Linked DNA regions of Mus musculus: regions 1, 2, 3, 5, 6 and 7 are each linked to region 4. A link is a contact called in public ChIA-PET, Hi-C, HiChIP or PLAC-seq, Micro-C and promoter capture Hi-C data. All regions are on one chromosome and are shown on one strand. The core of a region is the stretch at or near the end of the contact, and the rest is flanking DNA. Distances in the headings are between cores, read along the strand shown. Region 1 holds the start of Rbm25 (RNA binding motif protein 25). Region 2 holds the start of Mlh3 (mutL homolog 3). Region 3 holds the start of Acot6 (acyl-CoA thioesterase 6). Region 4 holds the start of Abcd4 (ATP-binding cassette, sub-family D (ALD), member 4). Region 5 holds the start of Acot2 (acyl-CoA thioesterase 2). Region 6 holds the start of Nek9 (NIMA (never in mitosis gene a)-related expressed kinase 9). Region 7 holds the start of Eif2b2 (eukaryotic translation initiation factor 2B, subunit 2 beta).

Region 1 (3,428 bases), core at 495-2,994, 990 kb before region 4:
ATGGTGGTAAGCAAGATTATGTCTGGAGTGCAGGAGATCCCTTAGGGCGTCTCTTAGTACTACCATGTCCTGTGATTAAAGTCAATGGGAAACTACAACAGCCTAATCCAAGCAGGATGACAAAGGACGCAGACCCATCAGGAATGAAGGTATGGGTCAATCCTCCAGGAAAAGAGCCAAGACCTGCTGAGGTGCTGGCTGAAGGTGAAGGAAATACAGAATGGGTAGTAGAGGAAGGTAGTTATAAATACCAATTAAGGCCACGTAACCAGTTGCAGAAACGAGGATTATAAAGTAATATGAATGCCCATTGTAAATTTACTAATGCGTTTGCGATTGTACGAGGGATAGTTATATCATGTTAGGCGTATTTACAACCTTGTTATTGTTTCATGTGAACATGAGATATTATTTGTGTCAAGTTGACAAGGGGTGGATTGTAGTGGCTATTCCTGGTTGTCAACTTGACAATATTTGGAATGAACTACAATTCGGAATTGGAAGGCTCACCAGTGACCCTTATCTGGAGGCTTGGAGATCCTTATCTGGATCTTGGTTTGAAGATCTTGAGCCATAGTGGCTATGGATTCCAGAAGATTGAATCTCCGAGTTAAGGAACACACCTTTAATCTGGGCTATGCCTTTCATCTGGGATTAAAGGTGTGGTGGAACACACCTTTAATCTGGGCTACACCTTTTGCTGGAGACAATATAAGGACATTGGAAGAAGGGAGTCTAGCTCTAGCTCTTGCTCTTGCTCCTTCGCCTGCTTGCTGCGTGAGACTGAGTAACTGCTAGATCCTTGGACTTCCATTCACAGCTGCGACTGAACCATTGTTGGGAATTGGGCTGCCGACTGTAAGTCATCAATAAATTCCTTTACTATTTAGAAATTATCCATAAGTTCTGTGACTCTAGAGAACCCTGACTAATACACTAACCAACCAAGGTTTGCTATTTGTTATCCCAGGACTCCAGCTCTCCCAGGACAGGAATAAATCTCACTCTCCACCTTCAGAGAGACAAGCTCCTTGTAAACGAATTATAAAATCCTTCTGAGTAACAGGAAACAAAAGCAGCAGATACTGCTTATAAATTCCATAATTTGGATAACCCAGTAATTTGTGAGTATTCATTTTCACTGTTTTAGTATTTTTAGTCATTCGCACACTGCGGAAAGTTGCATTAAATATTCTTACAGGTTTCTGAAGATACCAAGCATCTAGTTACCTCTTTGACCCTGTTACCTCGCCTAAGATATAGTGTGTGTACGCACAAAAAGTCCAAAAAACCCAATATAGCCGTTGCCAGTTATTTCTTGGTGTGAGCAGTACTTTGCGAAGAACAAATGACATCTGGGCTTTCTATTGAGGTTCTCGGTCCCGCCCAGGTATCAGGTCATCGAACCTCCAAGAATCAGGAGACCAAGGTTCTAATTCCTGGAAAACGAACTACCAAAAAATGTGAGAAAACCTGTAACAAGCCCCGCGCGAGTAACCAGCCGGAACCTTGACCTCAAGATGGCGTCGCACAGTCATAAGATTCAATCGGCTCCAATCAAAAATGGCAGGGTGGGTGGTAATTTACAGCTCGAGCCTCTCTAGGTCCCACTAGACAATCCCACTCTATGGTCATCCCTCTGTACTTAATGAGTCAGAGGCGACGGCGGAGACTATCTAGGCATCACCTTCTCTATGGTTATCCCTTTCCACGCCTCCTGGCGCAGTGCACGCCGGGCAAGAGGAAGCCCTCCAGGAGCTCCCCGCGCAGCGCGGCTGTGTTTTGCGGCCTAGGCGAGTAGGCGCTTCGGAACCAGTCTCTAGAGTCGGGCGGCGCGCAGACACCTCGAACCGGTGGAGCCCCACTCCATCACCTGACGCCCAGAGGCCGCGAAGACAGTACCGTTTTCTTAGCGGCGGGTGAGTCCACGCTTCCGAACGCGTGAGGAAACCGCTCGACCTGCTACCTCAGCTGCGGGAGGAGGAGGCGGCGGCGGAGAAGCCAGGGCCGCTGTGGAGGCCCAGCGGGGTGGGGGGTGGGGGGGGGTGGGGAGACGGGGCGGGGTGGGGGAGGGGACGGGCACGCGGCTCGGGCTTCTCTTCCCCTCCAAGGCCTCGGAAAAACCAGTGAACCAGGAGCCCGGGGAGGCCGGGCCCACGGCCGGAGCGGTCCTCCGGGAATTTTATTTTATTTTTTGTCGCCCACTTTGTCTATTGGCTTCCGTTTCAGTTTGGGAGCGAATCGCCTCGGGCCCTGACGGGGCTCCTGTCTTAGCCAGGGCTAGGATCGGTCGGCCCGGAGGCCCTTGTCTCCTCGGGGCCTCCAGAGCCACCTCTCAGTAGGTTTCCGGGGCCGAGGACTCAAGTGCCTCCAGGCTGCGCCTTGAAAGTAGCCTGCGCCCACTCTTGGAGCGAGGTGCGGGCCACCAACGGATTTCTTTTCTGTCTGGTAGTCTAGTGCCAGCCGCCAAAAGAACGGGCCCCACCCCTCCTTGAGTTTATCGAGTGGCCACTTTTTTGGTTTTAAAGCACCTTTCCTGCTTGTTGGAGCTAGTGATGAGTTTCACCGTCTGATCCCCTTTCCGATTGGGAGGGATGCTGTAAAGGATCTCTCCATTCATTCTAGGCGGCACCAGCCTTCTTCATATTAAAATATGCTGCCCTCCTTTTGTTTTCAGTATTGATTTTTAAATACAGTTTTCGAAATAAGAGTATGAAGGTTATCTTGAAGTTATGTAATAATGGATTTATATTGACGTGGAAATGCCATTTTGATACAGGTCAGAGTAAAGCCGACCAAAAGGAGGGAAAAGATTGGGCTTCTCTTGTATCATAGTGCTTTAGTGAAATAAGGTGAATCAGGTAGAGGCAGTATTGTATAAACAGTTTTTTTGTGTGTTGTCTGTGAGCACCCTCAATTTCAGTTTCTCTTCAGTTTAAAAATCTCTTGTTTTTTTTCCCCACAAGTAAGAGGGTCGCTGTATGATATTGATTCTTGTAAGCCTGTATATAGATTTAAGAAAGGTTGATAGTTTAACGGGGAGTATTCACACCACGAATGTAATTTTGTGAGAACTTTAATTTTTTTATAAAAGATATTTCAAAGAGTTCAGTGTTCTCATAAGACATTCAATTGCTCAGTTGTGATTCAAGCAGACAATGTGCTTATTAAACTTTTTTAAGTCTTGATTTTCTTCATCAGTAAAATGAGAGTTACATTTCGATCCACTTCACAGGTTGGACTTTGGGACTGGAAAAAATGTATGTAAAATGCTCACTAAAATTTTGTATAACATGATGTTGGCTTATACTAATAAATGGTGTTACTTAAGAATTAAGAGTCAGACGTTTCAGAGACTTTTTACATTTCTTCCTGTGTACTTAGAGTAGACTTTAACATATTTAAGCTCCTTACTTTCTCCACTGGTA
Region 2 (3,518 bases), core at 187-2,686, 650 kb after region 4:
TCCCGCACTGAGTGGCATTTACTAGTAAAATACCGGTTTCCCACCTTCTCTACATCGTCCCCCGCCATCCCAAGTCCATTGTCTATCACTTGAACTTGGAAGGTTTCCATATTCACTCTGATGGCCACACATGTTGCTTCAGCATCAATACTGTTAAGGGTAAGTTCTTCAACACACTGGCCCAAGGAGCTTATGGCTAAACCGGAACGCAACTTGGTTTTTACGTCATCTGATAGACACCTGATCATGGCAGGGACACATGTGGAGGGAGTGGCAGACACTGGCTTCCTTCTCTGACTGGAAAATAATCACCTACAGGAAACAAAACACAACACATACTCTAGCAAACCTCAGTTATATCACATCACCCATTTCTCTCGACTATTACAAAGAACTACAGTTAGAGTATTAAACCAAAACGCGAAAGGGAAGTATACTTCTAGTTTCTAGACAGCACACAAAACTCATGCACTGGTATAACAAGCTTCAATTCCAAAGCATTCATAATTTCATTAATTTTCGCTGTTCCTAAAATGAATGCCCTAGAGTGAAATTATAATTACGCTAGATGCTGATCCGTAAAGACACTATTCAAATTTCTAAGCACTTCACTAAAAACAGATGCCTAAATTAAACGCAGCTAAGAAACATTAGCTAGAAATTATTCATGAAAAAAGTCCAAGCTAGTTTCATAACATTTATACTTTACACAATAACCACGGCTTTTAGAAAATCCTTTGATGTTCTAAGACACTGTAAGTAAGAAGGTAAAAAAAACAATGGGACTAAGTCAAAGTCAAATCTATCAAGGAGACACAGTAAGCCATTACTTTCTCAGGAAGAGGTGGGGGTGGGGGAGGTAAAACTCCTTTGATATTTAAGTCCTGCTCCTGTGTAGCTTGATAGCTTGCAGAAAGGCCCTTATTACTGATATTCTTTTATATTGATACTCTCGGTCTTTTATATCCCCAGAACATAGCTTGGCAATAAAAAGTGAGTGTATGGGGTGGTCGGACCCTGATTCCAGGTTTTCTTATACAAACCCTAAGACTCTAGGTAGTTAAAGGTCTCATTCTTAAGTGACAACAGTGAGGCAGGTGACAGGCTCTTTTGTTTTGTTTTTAAAGCCTGGAAAAACCGGGGCTACGACAGCATTTAGCCACCGTTGGCAAACGGGGTGAATGTGTAATGAGCAGTTCTAGGGTCTGGAAAGTCGGGCATCCCGTGCAGGCCGGGCCGCGCCTGCGCAATCCACCCACCCCGCACCTCCGGGGGAGCCGGGGCCCCGCCAGACAGGCCCGCGGCAGTCACCATTGCTCCTGTCCAGTTAGACAAGCTCTCTGGACCACATTTCATCACGTGCTTTCCCCCTTCACCTCGAATCTCCTCCATCAACTCTCACCGACCAACCACCTCCAACGCCGAGCGCGCGCTCCCGAGCATGCGCTTCCGAGACACCGCCAGACGGCGTCTGCACGACGTCTCAGTGCGCAGGCGCTAAGGTGGCCAAGCTGCGCGTCCCTTCACCTGGCGGGTTCCAATTAGTTCTTTTGTCTTATTCTCTTTCGGAATGGGGTGAAAGGCTGTTTCTACTAAATTTTACTTTGCTCCCCTTCTCGTCTCCTTTGCATGTTCTAATATGTAGTTCCACATATATCTTTCTTGTTTCCTTAGTCTTTGTTCGCTAGATTGTAAACTATGTGAAAGTAGTTTGGTTTTTTGTTTACTGCTGTGTCCTGGTGGCAAGTAGATATTCAGGGAATGAATGCAGAGCATTCCTTTTTTTGTTTGTTTGTTTTTCGAGATAGGGTTTCTCTGTATAGCCTTGGCTGTCCTGGAACTCACTCTGTAGACTAGGTTGGCCTTGAACTCAGAAATCTGCCTGCCTCTGCCTCCCAAATCCAGGGATTAAAGGCGTGCGCCACCACTGCCTGGCAAGAGCATTCTTGAAAATTAAAGCTTTACGAAGCTGGAAAGGGCTGAGAAGCCTCTCTCTCTTTCTCTCATATTTTGTTTTTGTTTTTCTTTCAAAACATGATTTCTCTGTGTAACAGCCCCGGAACTCGCTTTATAGACCAGGCTGGCCTATAAACTCACGGAAATCCTTCTGCCTCTGCCTCCCAAACGCTGGGATTAAAGGTGTGCTCCCACTCCCCACCCCACCTCCACGTCTGCCCAGCCCAACTCTCTTGATTTGCAAATCAGGACATCAGGGTCCCTCCTTCCCTTCCTTCCTCTCTTCCTCCCTCTCTCTCTCTCCCCACCCCCATACCACCACGGCTTTTTCCTGCAAGAGCACAGTGAGAATATTTTGAGAATTATTAGGCAATCCTCAGTTTTTGTCTTCTGTTTCATCCAAACCTCCTCCCAGAAACTTTTTAAAAAAGATTTATGTATTTCATGTGTATGGGGTTTTGTCTGCTTGTACTTCTGCACACCAGAAGAGGGCATCGGATCCCTTGGTCTTAGAGCCATAGACTGTGTGAACCACCATGTGGGTGTTGGGAGTTGAACTCAGGACTTCTGGAAAAGTTGCCAGTGCTCTTAACTGCTGAGCCATCTCCACAGGGAGGACATCCCTCCTCCCTTTAAAGGAACTTAGGACAAAGTTTTAAATGAGTATATATTTAATTACTAACCAAACCAAATCAGACTTGTGGAGCCAATGAAGCAAACTTCTGATTATTGTTCAGTTTGCCAGGGCTTCATGACAAAAGGCCACAGGCTGGGTGGCTTAAGTAGCCGGGGTTTTTGTTTGTTTTCTTTTCTTTCCAGTTCTAGGACAAGCTGGAGTTTAGGCCAGGATTCCTTCTTGGGTGTGGCTGTCTGTCTTCACGTGGTCTGTGGTGCATACACTCTTATGAGTCAGCAGTCCAATGGGATTGGTCCTTGGGTTAGAGTAGTTTAGGTATACAAATGAGGGGAGGCGCAATCCAGGCCATAACTACTTTATCTGAATTTCTCACCTTTGGAAAAGGAGTGACTGTAGATGTTCCAAAGGATTGAAAACCAAAAGTAATTAGTGCAGTGCGTCATGTGAACACGGAACAGCCCAACCTGGTGGCATTTGCTCTTGCTACACATGAAGTCTCCCGTGTAAACAATGTAAAGAAATGGCAAAGTTACTTCTCTTTCAGACCTCGTTAAACTACCCCAAAATTTTCCTCTCACAATAACGAATTAATCATGTTGCCCAAAGTTCACTAAGGATTAAAAGGGAGGGGGGGAAGCAATGTAAGCATAAGGTTCTAATGTGTTTTTATTGGTTAGAATTATACACATTTGTATTTCATCATACTTGTAATACGTGGTAACTTTTCCAACATGCAACCAAAATAACTTACTAACAAATTCTAATACTGAGCACAGAATAGTTCTATTTTTTTTTTAATCTAGCGATTTAAAAAAAGGAGTGAGATTATTTTGAAAAAATATTAAGATTCGTTTCATTATTTTACAATTTGGAAGTCTGAATAATCCAAGTTTGCGATGACTTTCTCATTGTTGAAGTTTGCTCT
Region 3 (3,489 bases), core at 692-3,191, 520 kb before region 4:
GAATGGAGTTGTAGAATCCTAATGTCTGTCTTTCTAAAGCGTGATGTGATGTGTATGTCGGTGGACCTCACCTTGCTGACCACATTACTCCCACAAGAGGCTTCCGTCGGTGGAGGCCCCAGATCTTGGACTGGATTACAGAAACTTTAGTTAAACATTTTCTCCCCATAAATTAATGCCCTGGGATATCTCCTTGCAGTAATGCAAACCTGATTAAAACAATTATCTTTGGGAAAGAATGCCTGGAGCGGAAGAGTGGCTCCCAGGGTCTGGTGTTGAGAGTTTCTTTTCCAGATCTTGTGCTTAGGTGGTTTGCCTGTGTGTCTCTGTGTATCAATTCACTTGACACATTCAACCTATTCTTTTCATATGTGTGTTTCCTATGTTTCAAAGTGTCTCTCAAAGCTTGTATGCCAGAAAAGACAGTTTTTTCTTCTAGGACAGGGTTTCTCTGTGTAGCTCTGGCTGTCCTGGAACTCACTCTAGACCAGGCTGGCCTCGAACTCAGAGACCCAGCTGCTTCAGAGCTCCAGCTGCCACTGCCTCCCGAGTATTGAAATTAAAGGCATGCACCACTATCACCCGGCATCGGGTGATAGAAACTCCATATCCACTGCCCCTGTAAGACTAGGTAGAAACTTTAACTCCATGTTGGTGAATGGAGTGAGTTACAGCAGGGGTGGGTCATCTCTAGTTCTCTCTTTGAAGGATGAGTGTGGCCTTTTTTCTTGTGTGCTTTGTTCCATCTGTGTGTGTTTGTTTAAAACAGGATCTTGCTATGCAACCCAGGCTTGCTTTGAATTACAATTATTGGGGTTCAGGAATTGCCACTCAAACCAAACTAACAGTGACCTCAGTTAAGCAAGAGTAGCTTATTGAACGCACACCTTAATACTGGGCATCCAGTACTGCAAAAGGGACTTGTTGGGAACTTAACTGCAGTCCAGTCTGCTCTCACAGTAGACTTTTTATAGGAAAAACCAGGTTCAAAAGTTCAAAGGGCAAGGAGGGGAGCAGTTGGTTTACTAGACAAAGTATTATCAGCTAACCTTTAAGCTGATTGGTGCTGAGTAAGGTAGGGTAGGTGGTGGATGGGTGGTGAACAGGGGAATTTCAGAGTACTGAGATAACAGCATGCGTATTATAGTCACAACTTTGGGGCTTATTAGTAGCATTCTTCAGTGTCAGTTATGAAAACCAGAGTGACCTCATTTCATAGGCGCAGGAAGGGCTACCTGGTGGTTATTTTAAACATAACAGTTCATATTGACCTTTGATTTAATGGGTCCTACATAAAGCTTTCTGAAATTTCTTTTTTTTAAAAAAATATTTATTTATTTATTTATTTTATGTATGTGAGTTCACTGTCACTATCCTCAGACACACCAGAAGAGGGCCTTGAATCTCATTAGAGATGGTTGTGAGCCACCATGTGGTTGCTGGGAATTGAACTCAGGACCTCTGGAAGAACAGTCAGTTCTTAACCACTGAGCCATCTCTCCAGCCCCATGTAATTTCTTAAGAGTAGCAAATCTCATTCAGAAAATACAGAACAAAACAGGGTATGTGGTCACATGTCCTTGAGCCAAGTCACTTCTCTGTGTCAGTGACTGGCAGGCATGTTACAGCAATAATATGAAATAGCTGGCAGGCATAGAACAGAATGGCTACAACTATTCTGCAGGGGGGTGGGGGGGATGGGGGACGGGGAGTGTCAGCCTAACACAATGATCCTCCTGTGTCTGAGTCATTACACCCAATTTGAGTGCTGTTAGCTTTCCACTACTGTATGACAGGAGATTGAATATGGGCCCCTCCAACGTAGACTTCCCGGACTTCAAAACTGTAAGACATAAATCTCTGTTCTTTATAAAGTATCTAGCCTTTCATATTTCCCTAAAGTAGAAAAAAAAAAAGGCCTAAAATAAAAGTAATACAGTATTTTAAAGTTGTTTGTTTTTATAGAAAGCTACTACTGAATCCACGCAAAGGGCCAGACTTTGCCTCGATCTTATTCATCTAGTGTCACCGCCTATCCTCAACACCACGTGAGCAGAATCCTCTGTCCTGGCAGAGCTCCGCTGCTACTTTGACTTCACACATCTTTCCTGTATAGAGTCAGCCGGTTTTCTGTTCCTGTCTTGTCTGAGGCACGGGAGCCAGGGGTCGGGAACTCCCAGAGACGCACCAGGTCGGCTCCACAGCAGGCCAGGCTCCGCTCCGGACTCGCGTGGCGCTCCCCGAGGCCTCCAGCTCCTAATGGCGGCGACACTGAGCGTGGAGCCCGCGGGCCGCAGCTGCTGGGACGAACCGCTGAGCATCGCCGTGCGCGGCCTGGCCCCCGAGCAGCCCGTCACGCTGCGCTCTGTCCTGCGCGACGAGAAGGGCATGCTCTTCCGAGCCCACGCGCGCTACCGCGCGGACTCCCACGGCGAGCTGGACCTGGCGCGCACGCCCGCGCTGGGCGGCAGCTTCTCGGGGCTCGAGCCCATGGGGCTGCTCTGGGCCATGGAGCCCGATCGGCCTTTCTGGCGCCTGATCAAGCGCGATGTGCAGATACCCTTCGTGGTGGAGCTGGAGGTGCTGGACGGACACGAGCCGGATGGCGGGCAGCGGCTGGCGCGGGCGGTGCACGAGCGTCACTTCATGGCTCCCGGGGTGCGGCGCGTGCCCGTGCGCGAGGGCCGGGTGCGCGCCACGCTCTTCCTGCCCCCAGGTGAGCAGCTCTCCACCCACCTACCCACCCGGTTCCTAAGCTCACAGCCTAGTCTATTTTTTGGTCCTGAATAGACTCCATGTAGGGTCTGTCACATAACTGTAACTTTAGTAACCTTGTCCCCACTCTCCAAATTCTCTCAATCTTCTTTAAGAGTAAATTTTCTACCAAGTTTCCTTCCCTTTAAGACACCATGAATTCCTCAACTATATGCTGAAGAGGGAGTGCAACTTGAAATCCACTAAATGCCAGCCACACGAGGGAGGGAGTACTGATAACTTATGCCTGTAGTAAGAGTGACTTTTGCCTCCTTTCACATCAAACTTTCAAAGAGCCTTTAACCCACAAATGAAGACAATGTTCCCTAACCATTAAAGCGCACAAAAATGTTTACTACAAAACCTTTCCCTACCATAAACATGCTGGTGGTGGTTTTCAACCTAGAGTTATCCTTGCCCCTTCATGAGGACATTTGGCAATATCTGCAGAGTTTTGTGCTTGTCAAAAATGAAGACTGGAGCCCAGCGGTGGTGACATACACCTTTAGTACTGGGGAGACAGTAGGCTGATCTCTGAGTTCAAGGCCAGCCTGGTCTACAGAGCAAGTAACAGGACTGCCAGGACTACATAGAGAAACGTTTTGGTGGCGGTGGAAGGTGTGTATTGGGGGAGGGGGTGCTGTTTCCATTTAGCTAGTATAGGCCAGCGATCCTGCTAACTTTCTACCCTTCCCACCAAATACTGAACAGCCCCAGATCAAAATGATTCTGTTC
Region 4 (3,530 bases), core at 92-2,591:
ACTAAGTTAGCACAGTGTAGTTGACAAGATGGCTCAGCCAGCAAAAGGTCCAAGTGTTTGTCGCCAAGATCTGAATTCCAGCCCCAGATCCCACTGCGGAAAAAACCAACTCCAAAACCTGTTCCCTGATCTCCATTCCTGTGTCATGGCACACATATCACACGTGCATGTGCATGCGCCCCCCCCCAATAAAATAAAAATAAAGTTATTACAATAGGATACCATCTTACAGGGCTGGAGGGATGACTCAGCAGTTAAGAGCACTGACTGTTCTTCTGAAGGTCCTGAGTTCAAATCCCAGCAACCACATGGTGGCTCATAACCATTCGGTAATGATATCTGCCCTTTTCTGAGGTGTCTGAAGACAGCTACAGTGTACTTACATATTATAAATAAATAAACCTTTAAAAAATACCATCTTACATACATCATTTAGATACATATTAGGAAAAATAAACTAAACAATACCAAATATGGGGATGGTTATAAGGGACACTAGAACCTTTATATATTGCTGTCAGGAACTATAAATTGGACGCGACCACCCCAAAACATTATAGAATTAAGTATGGCTCAGCATTCTATCCTGAGGTGGATAACTTAAAGAGAAACCATCAGTATCTATCTATCAAGAGACAATTGCCAGGATATTCATTACGGTGTACTTTGTGGTGCTTGAAATACTGGAAGTAATCCAGGCATCCTTTACTAGGGAAATAGAATCTATCCAGGGTGACGCTGAGCACCATTCAGGAGTGAAAAGTCATATAGCATGGATGACCTAAAAAACCCAATGCTCAGTTTAAAAACTTCTCTCTTTTAAAAAATCACAACATGATTCATGAATCCAAAGTCAACATATATTTTAAGGTAACAGGATAATTTAAGTAAGAGGGTCTGAAAAAAATTAATGCAAAGGAGGGTGTGCCAAGAGCAGATCGGAATTGAGAACGAAAACTAAGGGAGGAAGATGCCAAAAGAGGGGGGTCCGCAGTACCTAGAGTGAGGCAGCGTCAACTCCATTCTGTGCAGCCAGGGTTCCAAATAGCCCAAACTGAAGGAAAGTTGCAAGGAAGGACCCGCAGGGGAGCAGCCCCTTCCCCACTGCCCAGGCAGTGCGTCCCTGACAACCCGGCCGTCCTCACTAGCCCTGCTCACCTGGCACCAGCTCGGGCCGTGGGTCCCGGGACCGCCATGACCCGGGATGCAAGCGACGAGGCGACCGAGCAAGCCCGGTGTCCTCCCCGGGCAGAGTCCTCAGAGCTCGGGGCCCCGCCCTAGGAGGAAAGGGGTGGGACTCTGGCGACCACAGAGACGCGCTAGATAGAGAAGACGGCTCCGGCGCTGTGGCCGTTCCCGGAAGCGCAGCCTTTCCTGAAGAACAAGAGAGTAGCAAGAGGTTATAGAGCTGGCCGGGTGGCCAGAGCGTCCCCTGTGGGGCTGGGAGGTTTCTTTTGCCAACTGGTAGTTCCGAGTGTAACTTTCTCCCAGAGAAGACAGCGTGATCTGTTTTTTAAAAAATTAATTAATTTAAAAAATACATATTTATTTAGTGAGCTATGTGTGTGTTCACGCGAACTGTGAACCAGGGCGTAAGTGTCAGAGAACAACTTTGAGGAGTCAATTTTCTCCTTCCATCATGAGGGCTCCCGAGGAGCCAACTCAGGTTGTCAGGATTGGCGAGAAAAGCCTTCATCGGGTGAGCTGGCTCCCTGGTCCCAGCACGATTTACAAGATTTTCTTGAAAATGTATTTTATGTATAGGAATGTTTTGCCTGCATGTATGAGTACCACGTGAGTGCCTGGTGCCTGCAGAGTCCAGAAGAGGGCATTGGAGTCCCTGGAACTCTAGTTACAGACCCAGGGCTTCTGAAAGAGCAGCCAGTGCTTGTAACCACAGAGCCATCTCTCCAGGACGTCCCATCTCTCCCCAGCGTGATTTTGTTTGTTTGTTTTTTGTTTGTTTTTCGAAACGGGGTTTCTCTGTGTAGCCTTGGCTGTCCTGGAACTCACTTTGTAGACCAGGCTGGCCTCGAACTCAGAAATCCGCCTGCCTCTGTCTCCCAAGTGCTGGGATTAAAGGCATGCGCCATCATGCCTGGCCAGCGTGACTTTTTTTTTTTTTAAAGATGTATTTATTATATGTAAGTACACTGTAGCTGTCTTCAGACACACCAGAAGAGGGCGTCAGATCTAGTTACGGATGGTTGTGAGCCACCATGTGGTTGCTGGGATTTGAACTCTGGACCTTTGGAAAAGCAGTCGGGTACTCTTACCCACTGAGCCATCTCACCAGCCCCAGCATGATCATTTAAGTCGGGTAGATGTGACTTAGTGGTAAACGACTTGCGTGTCATACATAAGGCCCCAGCACTACAGAAATAAACATATAAATCAGTTTTCCAGACATATATGGCAGCTCAACCCTGTAATTCTGGACCTGAGGCAGTAGAGCAGGAGGATCAAGAGTTCCAGATATGCCTCAGATACATAGAAAGCGCTGAGTTCATGATTAGCCTGGACAACAGGAGACCTGCCTCAAGGGGAAAAAAAAAAAAAAAGGGTAGAGGATCCTCACTTTACATTTGCAGTTTTCAACACTACTGATTTATAGTGGGTTTCTGGTTTGGTTTGGTTTAGATTGCAGCTGTTTTGGTTCTTTTGGTTTATTCTGTTTTTGTTTTTGTTTTTTCTTCCCGAAACAGTGTTCCACTGTGTAGCCCTGGCTGTCCTGAAACTCGCTCTCTACACCAGGCTAGCCAGGATCTCAGAGATCCACCTGCCTCTGCCTCCAAGTGCTGCGATCCTTAAACGAGAAATGTATGAAATGCTTATAGACTGACTAAAGTGCCCAATGAGAGATTCAAGGAAACAATAATGGCATTTCACATTTGCATCTAAATGTATCTTCCTAGCTCTTGATCCTTAAGGTCAACTCTGGAACAAACACTCAACAAGTCAACAAAGTAACAATTACCAGTTGTTTTCAGAGCCTTTTAGACTTGCTTAGTGGCAAGCTCAGTTATCTTTACAAAGCTTCGTGTCCATGACAAAGATACCAAACAAACAAAGCAAATAGGCTTCCCCAACTTCAACACTAATGACTGTTGCGCCTGTTGGGCCTGGCCTTTGTAGGGTGAGTTGTAGGAGACTGAGCAATGTCTCAGGACTGAGCAGCTGGAAGATGCCAGCAGAGCAGCTGTCCTTAACCCAGCCAATAAAACCATGCTGTCAAATATCCCTTAGCAGAAGGAAGGACCAAAATTCTACCCTCACTCTGCTCCCCAGAATGGAAAACAATGTTTCGGAATGATAGAGAGGGACAGCCAACTTAGGACACAGAAACAGAAGGTCCAGAAAAAACTCTGAGAGGATGGTAACCGAGATTTCTGCAGGGGGAAGAGCTTAATACTTCAGGGTACGATTTTCTAAGATTTGATTTTTAAGCAAGCAAGCAAACAAACACCAGCCAGATACATCAAGACACAAACATCGAAAATTAAACATCACTTAAAGCATGATGGAGAGAT
Region 5 (3,737 bases), core at 487-2,986, 630 kb before region 4:
ACTCATTCCCGGGCACTGCCTTTAACAGGTAGTCTTAGACCAGAATGATAGTCTTTTTTTTTTTTTTCTTTTTTTTAACAGATTGCTGGGTGTGGAGGGGAGGTATTTGAGTGCATTTTCTAAATTCTCTTCTCAATATAGGACATCATTGCATGAGAGGCACTTAAAGAATTTAAAGGTCCTTATAGGCAGGGAATGGTGCCCTAAGGTGTAGAATCCAGCATTTCCAGTTGCCTAGCTGTGTGTGCCTTAGCAAATCAGGCTCTCTGGTTCTAATTGTTCACCAAATAGGGTTCTTATTAGGATTAAAAATAAGCTATTATTATTATTTACTTTTTTTGGTTCCTGGGACTGGATGCACAAAATAAGGTTGAAGAATCCATAGTAGCAATACAAAAACAGTTATTTCCAAGTTCCATGACCAGTGCGGTGCGAGGTCATTTGAAACTCGGTGAAAAGTTTTGCCTGGGCAAGATCTTCAAGGTAGATACCCTAGCCTGCTTTTTCTATAAGTGTGATAAAACTCCGACCAAAAACAGCTAGCGGAGGAAAAGGTGTATTTGGCATTCATTTCCTGAGGAAAGTCAAACAGCAACTCAAGCAGGGGGCGTGAACCACAGGGGAGCAATGACTTGTTTCCCTACACACACACACACACACACACACACACACACACCGTTTGTATGTCTCTGATCCCTAGAGTTGAACTTGCAGAATGCTGTGAGCTCCCTTATGGCTGAGGGAAATGAGTTCAAGTCCTTCGGAAGAACAGCCTGTACTTTTAACCTCTGAGCTAATTCTCCAGGCCCCATCCCCACCCCCAGCTTTCTAATAAAATCTAGCTGACCTGCCCAGCGTGGAACCTCCCGCAGTGGGCTAGGTCCTCCCACACAAACCATCAGTGACACATAGGCCAATATGATACAGGCATTGCCCCAAGTGAGGATCCCTGCCTATTCCAAGGTGTTTCTAGTTTGGGTCAAGTAAACAAAATCTAACACAGTTGTCTTCTTAGGAACAGAGACAAATACAACTTATATAGTCTCAGGTTTCTGTAATAATAAAGATGTGCAATAATCCTTGTAAGGTTTAAGGCCTTGGAAGAAAAAAAAATCACTGATTGGAAGCAATAGCTTATATAACACTTGGGAAATGTGTAAAATCCGGGATGAGTAGGAAAAAGTGTTTGCCTAGAGGGTCAAAAGACGAGCTCAATGTAAACTATGACATCATTTGACTATTTTTACACGAGTGTGGAATGTAGGTAAAGGGTCACACAGCCCATGAGACATTAAGGCCATTGGACATGGACATTAATGTGTAGACTAAGCACGCGCAAACAGCACACAAACAAAATATCATGATGCACGTTTTTGAAAGAACAGTCCTAAGATTAGTAACGAGTGTCTATTACTCTAGGACGTGATGAAACTCAATTGCAATCTCACATTCTTGACTCTGCAACCTTAGGAATTTGGCGACTGGAGGTTTCATTGGGTGAGAGGCTTTTAAGAGCGAGCCCTGGTCCAGCCCACTTTTCATGGGGTAAAGAGCACCTGAAAAACAGTGCTAGGTTCCGGATATAACGGAGTCTTAACGCACAGACGCCTTAGTCAAAGCGTCACTACTACTTTTGCTTTTGTTGCTTGCTTTGCTCTGTGATCCTCCCAGCTCAGCAAGCACACAGCTCAGTCTAAGGACTGCAGGCAGGCAGCTGGCCACTAGAGGATCTCTTAACTTTCTCTGCGGAACCGAGGGCTGAAGTCAACGACGCAAAATGGTGGCCTCGTCTTTCGCTGTCCTGAGAGCAAGCAGGTTGTGCCAACAGGATTGGAAGAGCTGGGCGCGGCTGTTTGTACCTCCGCCGCTCAGCACTGGTGGCCGGACCACTTGGGCGCGGACAAATGCGACGCTGAGCGTAGAGCCCGAGGGCCGCAGCTGCTGGGACGAGCCGCTGAGCATCGCCGTGCGCGGCCTGGCCCCCGAGCAGCCCGTCACGCTGCGCTCTGCCTTGCGCGACGAGAAGGGCGCGCTCTTCCGAGCCCACGCGCGCTACCGCGCCGACGCTGGCGGCGAGCTGAACCTGGCGCGCGCGCCCGCGCTGGGCGGCAGCTTCTCGGGGCTCGAGCCCATGGGGCTGCTCTGGGCCATGGAGCCCGAACGGCCTCTCTGGCGCCTGATCAAGCGCGACGTGCAGACGCCCTTCTTGGTGGAGCTGGAGGTGCTGGACGGACACGAGCCCGATGGCGGGCAGCGGCTGGCGCAGGCGGTGCACGAGCGTCACTTCTTGGCTCCCGGGGTGCGGCGCGTGCCCGTACGAGAGGGCCGGGTGCGCGCCACGCTCTTCCTGCCCCCAGGTGAGCAGCCCTCCACATTTCCCTTTGCTCAAAGTTCCCTGTGGGTGTTTGTTTGTTTGTTTGCTTTTGGTTTTTTTTGAGACAGGGTTTCTTGTATAGCCCTGGCTGTCCTGGAACTCACTCTAGACCAGGCTGGCCTCGAACTCAGAAGTGAAGAAAAGGGTAGCTCCAAATGATCTAGGACTTGGTGGGAAGGAGATAGGACTGGACTGGACTGGACTGGACCGGAAGAAGCCTGTTATAGTGATGCTGTTTGCCTGAAGCTGGTCCTTCAATTCCGCTGCTAAATTAAAAGGGCATCATAAGACAAGGGGAGAGGCTCCTAATAATAAAGTCCGCAGTGTTACACCCACATCCCCTAATGTTCTTTTAGAATGTCTTCTGTCTTTTCTTGTGGCAGTGTGGGAACTCAAACTTGGCAAGCACTCTTCTACGAAGTTTCCAATATTTTTAATTTTTCTTGGTTTTTAGCTGCATATGGAGGTTCCAGCAAAGGAGGCAGGAGAATCAACAGAACTCTCAGGCAGTGATGGGGGAAAGAACTCTCAGGAGAAGCCATTAGTATTCTGACATTGAGACAAGCTTCATACACTTGGGCTAGAGGGTGTGGCTCCGTTGGTAGAGTGCTTGCTTGGAGTAGTACTGGGTGCTATCCCCAGCACAGGGTAAACCTGGCAAGAAGGCACAGCACTGCAATCCCAGCACCCACAGGTCGAGGTGGGAGAACCAGAAGCTCTCGTTCATTGTTGGCTACAGAGCCTTACTGGGTTATACCGGTATATTAGATGGTCTTGCCTCAAAATAACAACAACAAAAATGGCTAAGTAAGCAAAATCAACAAAATATTTAAATGACAACTAAAAGTGGTTAAAGAGAGGTACACACACACCCATGGGCATGATGAAGAAGGAATTTTCAAGGGCCCCTTCTATCTTAGTATGCATCTGTTCGTGAGCAGGTGCTGGCCCAGTGTTTGCTCTGTTCTTGTTTAAATTGGTCATGTGGAAGACAAGCCTCTTTTTTCAAAGACTTACTTATTTTATTTATATAAGTCCACTGTAGCTGTCTTCAGATGCACCAGAAGAGGGCATCAGATCCCATCACATGGTTGTGAGCCACCATGTGGTTGCTGGGAACTGAACCCAGGGCCTCTGGAAAAAGAACAGTCAGTGCTCTTAACCGCTGAGCCATCTCTCTAGCCCTGACAAGCCTCTTTATACGAATGGGAAAAAAATGTTTAGGGCATGAATTCATGTAGAATGAACATGTAGCCTTTTCTAATCTATATGTACTCGCTTAGCAGAATGTATTTGCGATTCATGGGGTCTTCTAGGCATGGAGCCTGTGTTGAAGGTCTCTGGTTCCTTTACAGTCTGTGGA
Region 6 (3,476 bases), core at 243-2,742, 720 kb after region 4:
TAATCGGCACAAATAAGAACATAGGCGACTACAGATGATAATGTCCACTAATGGGTTGGTTACTGGAATAGAAAAGAACACAAAGATATTTTCTTGCAACTACTTTTCTTCCATCTTTCATAGATATATGCTGGACGCTGGAGGTATGGCTCAGTAGTGGAATGCCTTCTGAGCACTGGCAAAGCCCGTTTTATCCCCAGCACAAAAAGTTCTGGCTGGGAGCAGACACTAGAATTGCAAGTGCATGAATCACCTTTTGCAACCTCAGCAAGTTCTCATTAAATGTTTACCCTAAAGCTAGAGTTTTAAGGCTGTGGTGATTAGACTCAAGTTATGGTTAACTTTTGGAGGTAGACTCACTACAGGGTTTTAAATCAGTACACATTCTTAATTTTGGATTCAGTAACTCATGGGTCTCTCCATTGTGACCTTATGCAAGAAGGTGGGAAAAATGACTTAGCTTCCTTGGGTTCTCAAAGAAAGGGGTCCTTGTTTCTCCAGACTCAACTCCACCAATAAAGTATTTGTCTTATACAATCACTGAAGGAAAAGCAAGAAAACAAACAAACAAACAATGATCTTTCTGGTGATCAAGGAAATCCTCCGAGTGATCATTTATGAAAAAAACAAAAACAAAAACAAGAAAACAAAGCCTACAGGGCTAGCAGTGTGTTGTAGCTGCCAGTGTGGCTATTTGGAAGTACACACCAACTCCCCATCCCGCCCTTCAACAGCTATACGAAAGGAAGTAAGCTTTTACAGACTGTTCCCAAAGAGCAAGTAAGCTTTTTATATTGTTCCCAATGTGCAAAGCACCTTCGTTTGGACCTCAAAATAACCTTTAAAAAAGTAAAGGTTTTTTTTTTGGGGGGGGGGGCGAGGTTGTTATCGCTAAGTCCAATTAACAAATGGGAAAACTAAAATGCAAAAGACCGCTCAATGACTCGCTCAGTGACAGCGGTGATTAAACCAATGTCCTACAGCAGGGGAAGCGAAAGCACGGTGGGGTTCCCGAGACCTAAACCCCAAGGGACGCCTGACCATAGAGGGCCAGGGGCAAGCAGCACTGGAAAGCGGGGCCGGGAAGGAGGGCGCGGGGAGGCCCGGCAGCGGCCGGAGCCGAGGGCCGCTACCTCGGTGCGGCGGTACAGCGTGGCCTCCCCAAAGGCACCGCGGCCCAGAACGCGGATGGGGATGTAGTGCAGCTCCTCCTGCTCCGCCGCCCCGCCGCCGGCTCGCGGCCCTGGGACAGCGCTGGGGCCCGGGCCCGAGTCCCCGCCACCCCCGGACTCGCTTCCGAAGTCCGAGTTGATGGAATCGCAGTGTCGCTCGTACTCGCCCAGCACCGACATGGCGGCGGAGGCCGCAGCTCGCCGGGAGCCGCCCGCGTATCCACGGCGGGCAGGGCCGGCCGCTTAGCGCCTCAATGGCCTCAGACGCCAGGCAGCGGCTTAGGTGGCCCCGCGGCCCAGGGAGCTTCCATGGTGGCTCCTGCCCCCTGACCCGGAAGCGGTTCTTAGTGTTTCCGGCTCGCCGAGGTTTTCCCTCCGCCTTTCGCGTGCCCACTTGTTGCAGATGCGTCCCGCACACCTTGGGCGTCGCTGGCCTTCACACCCGCGAGTGTCGTGGAAGCGGAAGAGTGACCACACGGCGGGTTTGCAGACCGCTTCCCTACAACCCCCTACCAGCTTTCCAGACTGCGTCACATTTTGGAGGTGGTCCAGGCTAATCCTGGCGACACGTTTGTCCCAGGAGCTGTGACTGTGTTAGCTGTCACTTGGCTTGTTGGGCAGGGCTCCTTTTTTTTTTTTTTTTTTTTTTTTTTTTTGTAGCGATAGTGTAGCAAAGATAATGGAGCAAGCTAAAACATTAGACTTCTGACAACTTTAACAATTCCTTCTTCCTTCCTCCTCCTCCTCCTCTCCTCCTCCTCCTCCTCTTCCTCCTCCTCCTCCTCTTCCTCCTCCTCCTTTTCCTCCTTTTCCTCCTTTTCCTTCTTCATTAAGTCTATAAAGTTGCAGGACTATGACCACCACAGGGTTGCCTAAGTTGGGACAATGCTAAAGGGTTTTGTTTTTCTTTTCTTTTCTTTTTTTTTTTTTTTTTAATGATATTATGGCCCCAGATCCTCAGAGCGCCATGAAAACAATGTTTATGTGTCTGTTGGGGGTGGGGTGGGGATTGTTTTAGGTGATACAGCTAGTTAGGAGGAACTTGAGAGGCAAACCCTGCAGTCTGGCCCCAGAATTAGGAAAGGGCAGGGCGTGATGAAACTAAGGTTATGGGACTGGCGCCATTACACTTGTTGGGCAGAAGCAGGAAGTACACTTTGTATGTTGTACAGTTTGGTGTTTCCTGTGGACAGTGGGAAACTAAAGCAAAGGAGTAGGTGATTAGGGCTCTGTTTTGTGTGTGTGTGTGTGTGTGTGTGTGTGTGTGTGTGTGTGTGTGTGTGCCGATTGAATTCAAGTTGCCTGATTTGCATGGCAAAACCTTTATCCACAGAGCCATCTTACTGGCTCTCAAAGCTCTAGCCTTCTGAGGAAATCTGCTCAAGATTTCTTTCATTAGCATAATGATTAAAACATCCTTTTGCTTAAGTGCCCTGCAGTAAATCAGTGACTTTTTTTTTCTTTAATTTATCTGTTTTCACTCCCTGTGCTTTAAAAAACAACAATTATAGAGGAATCCTTGCTCACCCAGACAAAGGGGCACTAAAGATTAACAGACAAATACACCTCAAATGGTTTCTGCTAGCTTTTATTTGTGAAAGTTTACACAAACATCTCCAACAGGTGAGCCTGTATAAATCCCACATGCCTCTTCCCATTAACAAACAGAAGATGGCTCTGATGGGGGTTCATGACAATGGTAAGGAACAAGGTTTGTTGAAACTGTATGATTCTCAGTTATTTTGACTATGCTGGAACGGAGGGAAGCAGATAATATACCTGTTTATAAAGCGGATATGCTGTTGTGCACGCCTACTGTCAAAGGCAAATGCTCTTCAACTGAACTGAAAAGCATGTTGTCCAGTTTGGTTGTTTTGGGCATGATCAAAATGATCGAAAGGACTTGAAAGAATTTCAGTTCTACAGAGCTTAAGTTTATACTTGTTCTTGGAAACAAAAACATGGACAGAATGCTCTATTTTCTCCTCTCTGAAAAATTGACATTTTTCAGAAAAGAAAATAGAAATCTAATAGAGCGGCTGTCACTGCTCCTTAGGGGGGAAGGCACACGTCAGAAAACAGGAGTCTCTTGTTAGGCTAATGGGACAGACAGGCTATGGTTTTGCACTTAAAAGTCTACAAATGGATTTTGACCCCAAAGTTTATTCTTTTCATACTTACATTGTTCTCCTATCACTTGATATATGAATGTTACAGATTTCTGACCATCTGCTGTTGCCATGGTGAGGACTTGTATTCTAAGATCTTAGATCTTAGATCATTTTTCAACAGCAGATGGCACTA
Region 7 (3,217 bases), core at 76-2,575, 600 kb after region 4:
CGGCCCTGAAAGCAAAGATACAGGTGAGCCAGACCCCAGCAAATTAAACAATATGCTATTTAGAGATTGCAAATATTTACTTTTTAATGTACTGCTGCATTCTATTTTTCTAGTAATTTATTAGGTTTTTCTTTTTGTTTTGCTAATGACAGGTACAGTTTTCCTGTACTATCTTTATATGATTTTGATACCGATCTAATCCCTCTGAAGACAATTTATCAGCTGTAAGGAAAGTCTTAAAAGTCTGGAAGATTCACTTTTGAGACATTTATCTTATATTTTTGGTTGTGAGCCTAGCCTTTAATGGCTGAGCCATCTCGCCAGCCCAAGACGTTTATCTTAAATAAATAAGAGATTCTAATTCCGTTTGGGTTCAGGGGACCCAGGATAAGCACAGCCTTTTTACCTCCCTAACTGCTTCAATACCGTGAATCTCTTTCTCAGTTTGTAAAGCCGGGGGAGGAGAACCTACCTCATGTAGCTGTATGACAGTAAGAACTTACAGCACTCAATACCTAGTAAGTGTCGGGTCAATGGAAGGACTTATTACATTGCATGTACTCGCCGGCCTCCAAATTGCAGGACAGCATTCTTGGTGTCCTATTAGCTTCTACTTTGTTTGTTTGTTATTTCGAGACAGGGTTTCTCTGAATAGCCCTGGCTGTCCTGGAACTAACTTCGTAGACCAGTCTGGCCTCAAACTTAGAAATCCACCTGCCTCTGCCTCCCAAGTGCTGGGATCAAAGGCGTGCGCCACCACAGCCCGGCTAGCTTCTACTTTGAATCTCTTTCATTAGTGACATTCCTTAGGGCTTTCGAGGCCGAGGATATAAAAAAGCAAACAACAACGTAAGAGCTAGGAATAGGAATGGTGGTACCACTTGCCTAGCACCTGTGAGATCCTACGTTCAATTCCTTGCACCGAGCGGGGAAAAGAAAGATAAAGTCGGTGGGGAATGGAACCCATTGGAAAAGGTGAACATGTTCAACCCGCGTTGCAGCAGCACTTTTCTGGGCGTCTCGAGCCCTGGACTCGCACTCATGGAGGCGTCTGCCAAGCATCAGGCAGCGATGGAGCCAGGAAGGAGGAAAGCCACTTCTGCTGGTCGCAGGGCGGGAGAGCCGCTCGCTGTTCCCATAGCAACCAGACTGGCCAGCGTCCTCCGGGCCTCCCGGCTCGGCGCGCAGACTCCCAAGGGGACCCTTCCAGCCGTCACTTCCCGGCGGTGCGCCCAGCTCCGCCCTAACACGTTTCTGATTGGCCTCAGCAGAGGGAGGGGCGGGCTTACAACTCCACGAACTCAATTATGTTTCACCGAGCGGAAGTTGACCTCTCTCGGCCCGGAAGTGAAACAGTGCTTTGGCAATTGAGGCTTCTGTAAGTGAGTCCCGGGACGGTGTTGGAAATGCCGGGTGCCGCGGCGAAGGGCTCGGAGTTGTCCGAGAGGATCGAAGGCTTCGTGGAGACTCTGAAGCGAGGTGGCGGGCAGCGCAGCTCGGAGGACATGGCTCGGGAGACCCTGGGGCTGCTGCGCCGGCTTATCACGGACCACCACTGGAACAACGCGGGTGCGGCAACTCATCCTCGTTCTTGTTCTATTCCTGAAGCTGATATTCACTTTCACCGCGCGCCTGCCCCGTTCACTCGGTCTCTCTTGGGTTTCAGGGGACCTTATGGATTTGATCCGCAGAGAGGGCAGGAGGATGACGGCTGCGCAGCCCTCCGAGACCACCGTGGGAAATATGGTGCGGAGAGTCCTCAAGATCATCCGGGAGGAGTATGGCAGGTCAAACTCACAGCTTGGGTGGGCTCCTGGTGGGACCAAGGGGTGCTGGCTTTTGGTTGTTAAACCGTGCCACCTATCAGCTTGAAGCCTCTGTTGTGGCTGAGCTGCTCCCGTTGCCCCAGTGATCACTCTTTGGGTCTTGTTGCCTCCATAGACTGCACGGGCGCAGTGACGAGAGCGATCAGCAGGAGTCCCTGCACAAACTCTTGACATCCGGAGGCCTGAGCGAGGATTTCAGCTTCCATTTTGCCCCACTTAAGGCCAACATCATTGAGGCGATTAATGAGCTGCTGGTGGAACTGGGTAAGAGATCTGATCACTAAGTGGACAAGTTAGGTCGCAGGCAAGTGAAACAGTCCCCTAGAAATTGTGCATTGACAGGGATAGGCGAGATCACCAGTCTTCTGGTTTGAACACCCATTTGGTAGGAGTGGATGGAAAACACCAAGCTTATAGTAACTGCATCTTTCAAGACAGACCTGCTCTTTAACAGTATATTAAGCGAGAGATTTCTTTTAGGGGAAGTTATTTTATTTTATTTTATTTTATAGCAAATGAACTTGCTGGGGATGTAGCTCAGTGGAAGAGTGCCTTACTTGAGGCTCTGGGTTTCATTCCCAGTGCTGCAAAAAACAGAAAACGAGTTCCCCAAAGCCGCATTTGGAAGTTTCTTTTTCACTAAACTTCATCTTGACTTCAAAAAATGTTTACTATTAGTGGTGTGTGTATGTGTGTGTGTGTGTGTGGGTCACAGGGCAACTTTGTAGAATTTGCGCATCCCCCTTTATGTGGGTTCCAGGGATGGAGGGCAGGTTTCCAGGTTTGCCCATCAAGCACATTTACCCACTAAGCCATCATGCCCACCCCTTTGAGGTATTTATATACATACCGCCTCCATCCTCACTTGCAGATTTTTGTTACAGTCTGTTCTTCAGAGATTTAACACTGGGTACTGGGGATGGAGAGATGGACGGCTCAGCGATTAAGCTGCTCTTGTAAAGTCCCCAGGTTTAGTTCCCAGCATCTACACTGTGGCTCATAGCCACCTGTAAGTCCTGTTCCAGAGGACCCGATGTCCTCCTCTTACCTCCACAGGGACCAGGCACACATGAGGCAAACAGATATACATGCAGGCAAGACATTCATGCACTGAAAATAAGTTAGACAATTTACAAACAAACTAGGTGCCACCTGTACTCCAGACAGCCACTCTCAAGCTGCTGTGGGGTTTCTGTATTTCTTTGGTATGCCCACTGCCCATGGAGGTGTTGTGGCCACCTTTTGGATGAATAGTTCTATCAGGGGAAGATCTGTTTTTGGTTAGCACTTCAGGATTTCCCAGATTGGCTGAGGAGTGCAGGCCCAGGACCCCAGAGTGATGCTTTTAAGAGCTTGGACTGTTGCACTCTGAGCCTGCTAAGCCTGTGATG

Evidence for each region. Promoter capture Hi-C pulls out the DNA fragments that hold promoters and counts their contacts. A called contact is a pair of places that touch in the nucleus more often than the background predicts. ChIA-PET counts read pairs in DNA pulled down with a chosen protein or histone mark. HiChIP or PLAC-seq counts read pairs in DNA pulled down with a chosen protein or histone mark. Capture Hi-C pulls out chosen DNA fragments and counts their contacts.
Region 1: a Hi-C map of uterus shows a contact between it and region 4, with 14 times the contacts expected there. The contact joins the promoter of Rbm25 here to the promoter of Abcd4 in region 4. A contact is called at or near these places in 2 of 484 Hi-C or Micro-C datasets (CD4 T cells and uterus) and 1 of 115 datasets of contacts at active chromatin or transcription factors (microglia).
Region 2: a Micro-C map of embryonic stem cells shows a contact between it and region 4, with 3 times the contacts expected there. The contact joins the promoter of Mlh3 here to the promoter of Abcd4 in region 4. A contact is called at or near these places in 1 of 39 promoter capture datasets (liver) and 1 of 484 Hi-C or Micro-C datasets (embryonic stem cells).
Region 3: a promoter capture Hi-C map of adipose tissue shows a contact between it and region 4. The contact joins the promoter of Acot6 here to the promoter of Abcd4 in region 4. A contact is called at or near these places in 1 of 115 datasets of contacts at active chromatin or transcription factors (bone marrow-derived macrophages) and 1 of 9 other capture datasets (adipose tissue).
Region 5: a contact with region 4 is called in a FOXA1 HiChIP or PLAC-seq map of pancreatic cancer cells. The contact joins the promoter of Acot2 here to the promoter of Abcd4 in region 4. A contact is called at or near these places in 1 of 484 Hi-C or Micro-C datasets (CD4 T cells) and 1 of 115 datasets of contacts at active chromatin or transcription factors (pancreatic cancer cells).
Region 6: a contact with region 4 is called in a promoter capture Hi-C map of hippocampal neurons, with 2.5 times the contacts expected there. The contact joins the promoter of Nek9 here to the promoter of Abcd4 in region 4. A contact is called at or near these places in 6 of 39 promoter capture datasets (the 3T3-L1 cell line, cranial neural crest, frontonasal cranial neural crest and 3 more) and 1 of 9 other capture datasets (adipose tissue).
Region 7: an RNA polymerase II ChIA-PET map of memory CD8 T cells shows a contact between it and region 4, with 6 read pairs. The contact joins the promoter of Eif2b2 here to the promoter of Abcd4 in region 4. A contact is called at or near these places in 2 of 115 datasets of contacts at active chromatin or transcription factors (extraembryonic endoderm stem cells and memory CD8 T cells).

What each region holds. Positions count from the first base shown.
Region 1 is chr12:83,630,499-83,633,926 of GRCm38.p6, forward strand. Rbm25 (RNA binding motif protein 25) reads left to right here and starts at 1,745. Exons shown (of 19, transcript NM_027349.4): 1 at 1,745-1,919.
Region 2 is chr12:85,269,163-85,272,680 of GRCm38.p6, forward strand. Mlh3 (mutL homolog 3) reads right to left here and starts at 1,437. Exons shown (of 12, transcript NM_175337.2): 1 at 1,377-1,437; 2 at 1-312. The coding sequence starts at 248. It overlaps Acyp1 (acylphosphatase 1, erythrocyte (common) type), which reads right to left. Exons shown (of 3, transcript NM_025421.3): 3 at 3,236-3,518. The coding sequence ends at 3,450.
Region 3 is chr12:84,098,713-84,102,201 of GRCm38.p6, forward strand. Acot6 (acyl-CoA thioesterase 6) reads left to right here and starts at 1,942. Exons shown (of 3, transcript NM_172580.1): 1 at 1,942-2,716. The coding sequence starts at 2,260.
Region 4 is chr12:84,616,125-84,619,654 of GRCm38.p6, forward strand. Abcd4 (ATP-binding cassette, sub-family D (ALD), member 4) reads right to left here and starts at 1,342. Exons shown (of 19, transcript NM_008992.2): 1 at 1,159-1,342. The coding sequence starts at 1,196.
Region 5 is chr12:83,986,125-83,989,861 of GRCm38.p6, forward strand. It overlaps Acot2 (acyl-CoA thioesterase 2), which reads left to right and starts at 1,737. Exons shown (of 3, transcript NM_134188.3): 1 at 1,737-2,357. The coding sequence starts at 1,778.
Region 6 is chr12:85,337,870-85,341,345 of GRCm38.p6, forward strand. Nek9 (NIMA (never in mitosis gene a)-related expressed kinase 9) reads right to left here and starts at 1,493. Exons shown (of 22, transcript NM_145138.2): 1 at 1,134-1,493. The coding sequence starts at 1,352. Tmed10 (transmembrane p24 trafficking protein 10) reads right to left here. Exons shown (of 5, transcript NM_026775.4): 5 at 2,745-3,476.
Region 7 is chr12:85,218,156-85,221,372 of GRCm38.p6, forward strand. Eif2b2 (eukaryotic translation initiation factor 2B, subunit 2 beta) reads left to right here and starts at 1,326. Exons shown (of 8, transcript NM_145445.4): 1 at 1,326-1,569; 2 at 1,667-1,787; 3 at 1,942-2,090. The coding sequence starts at 1,407.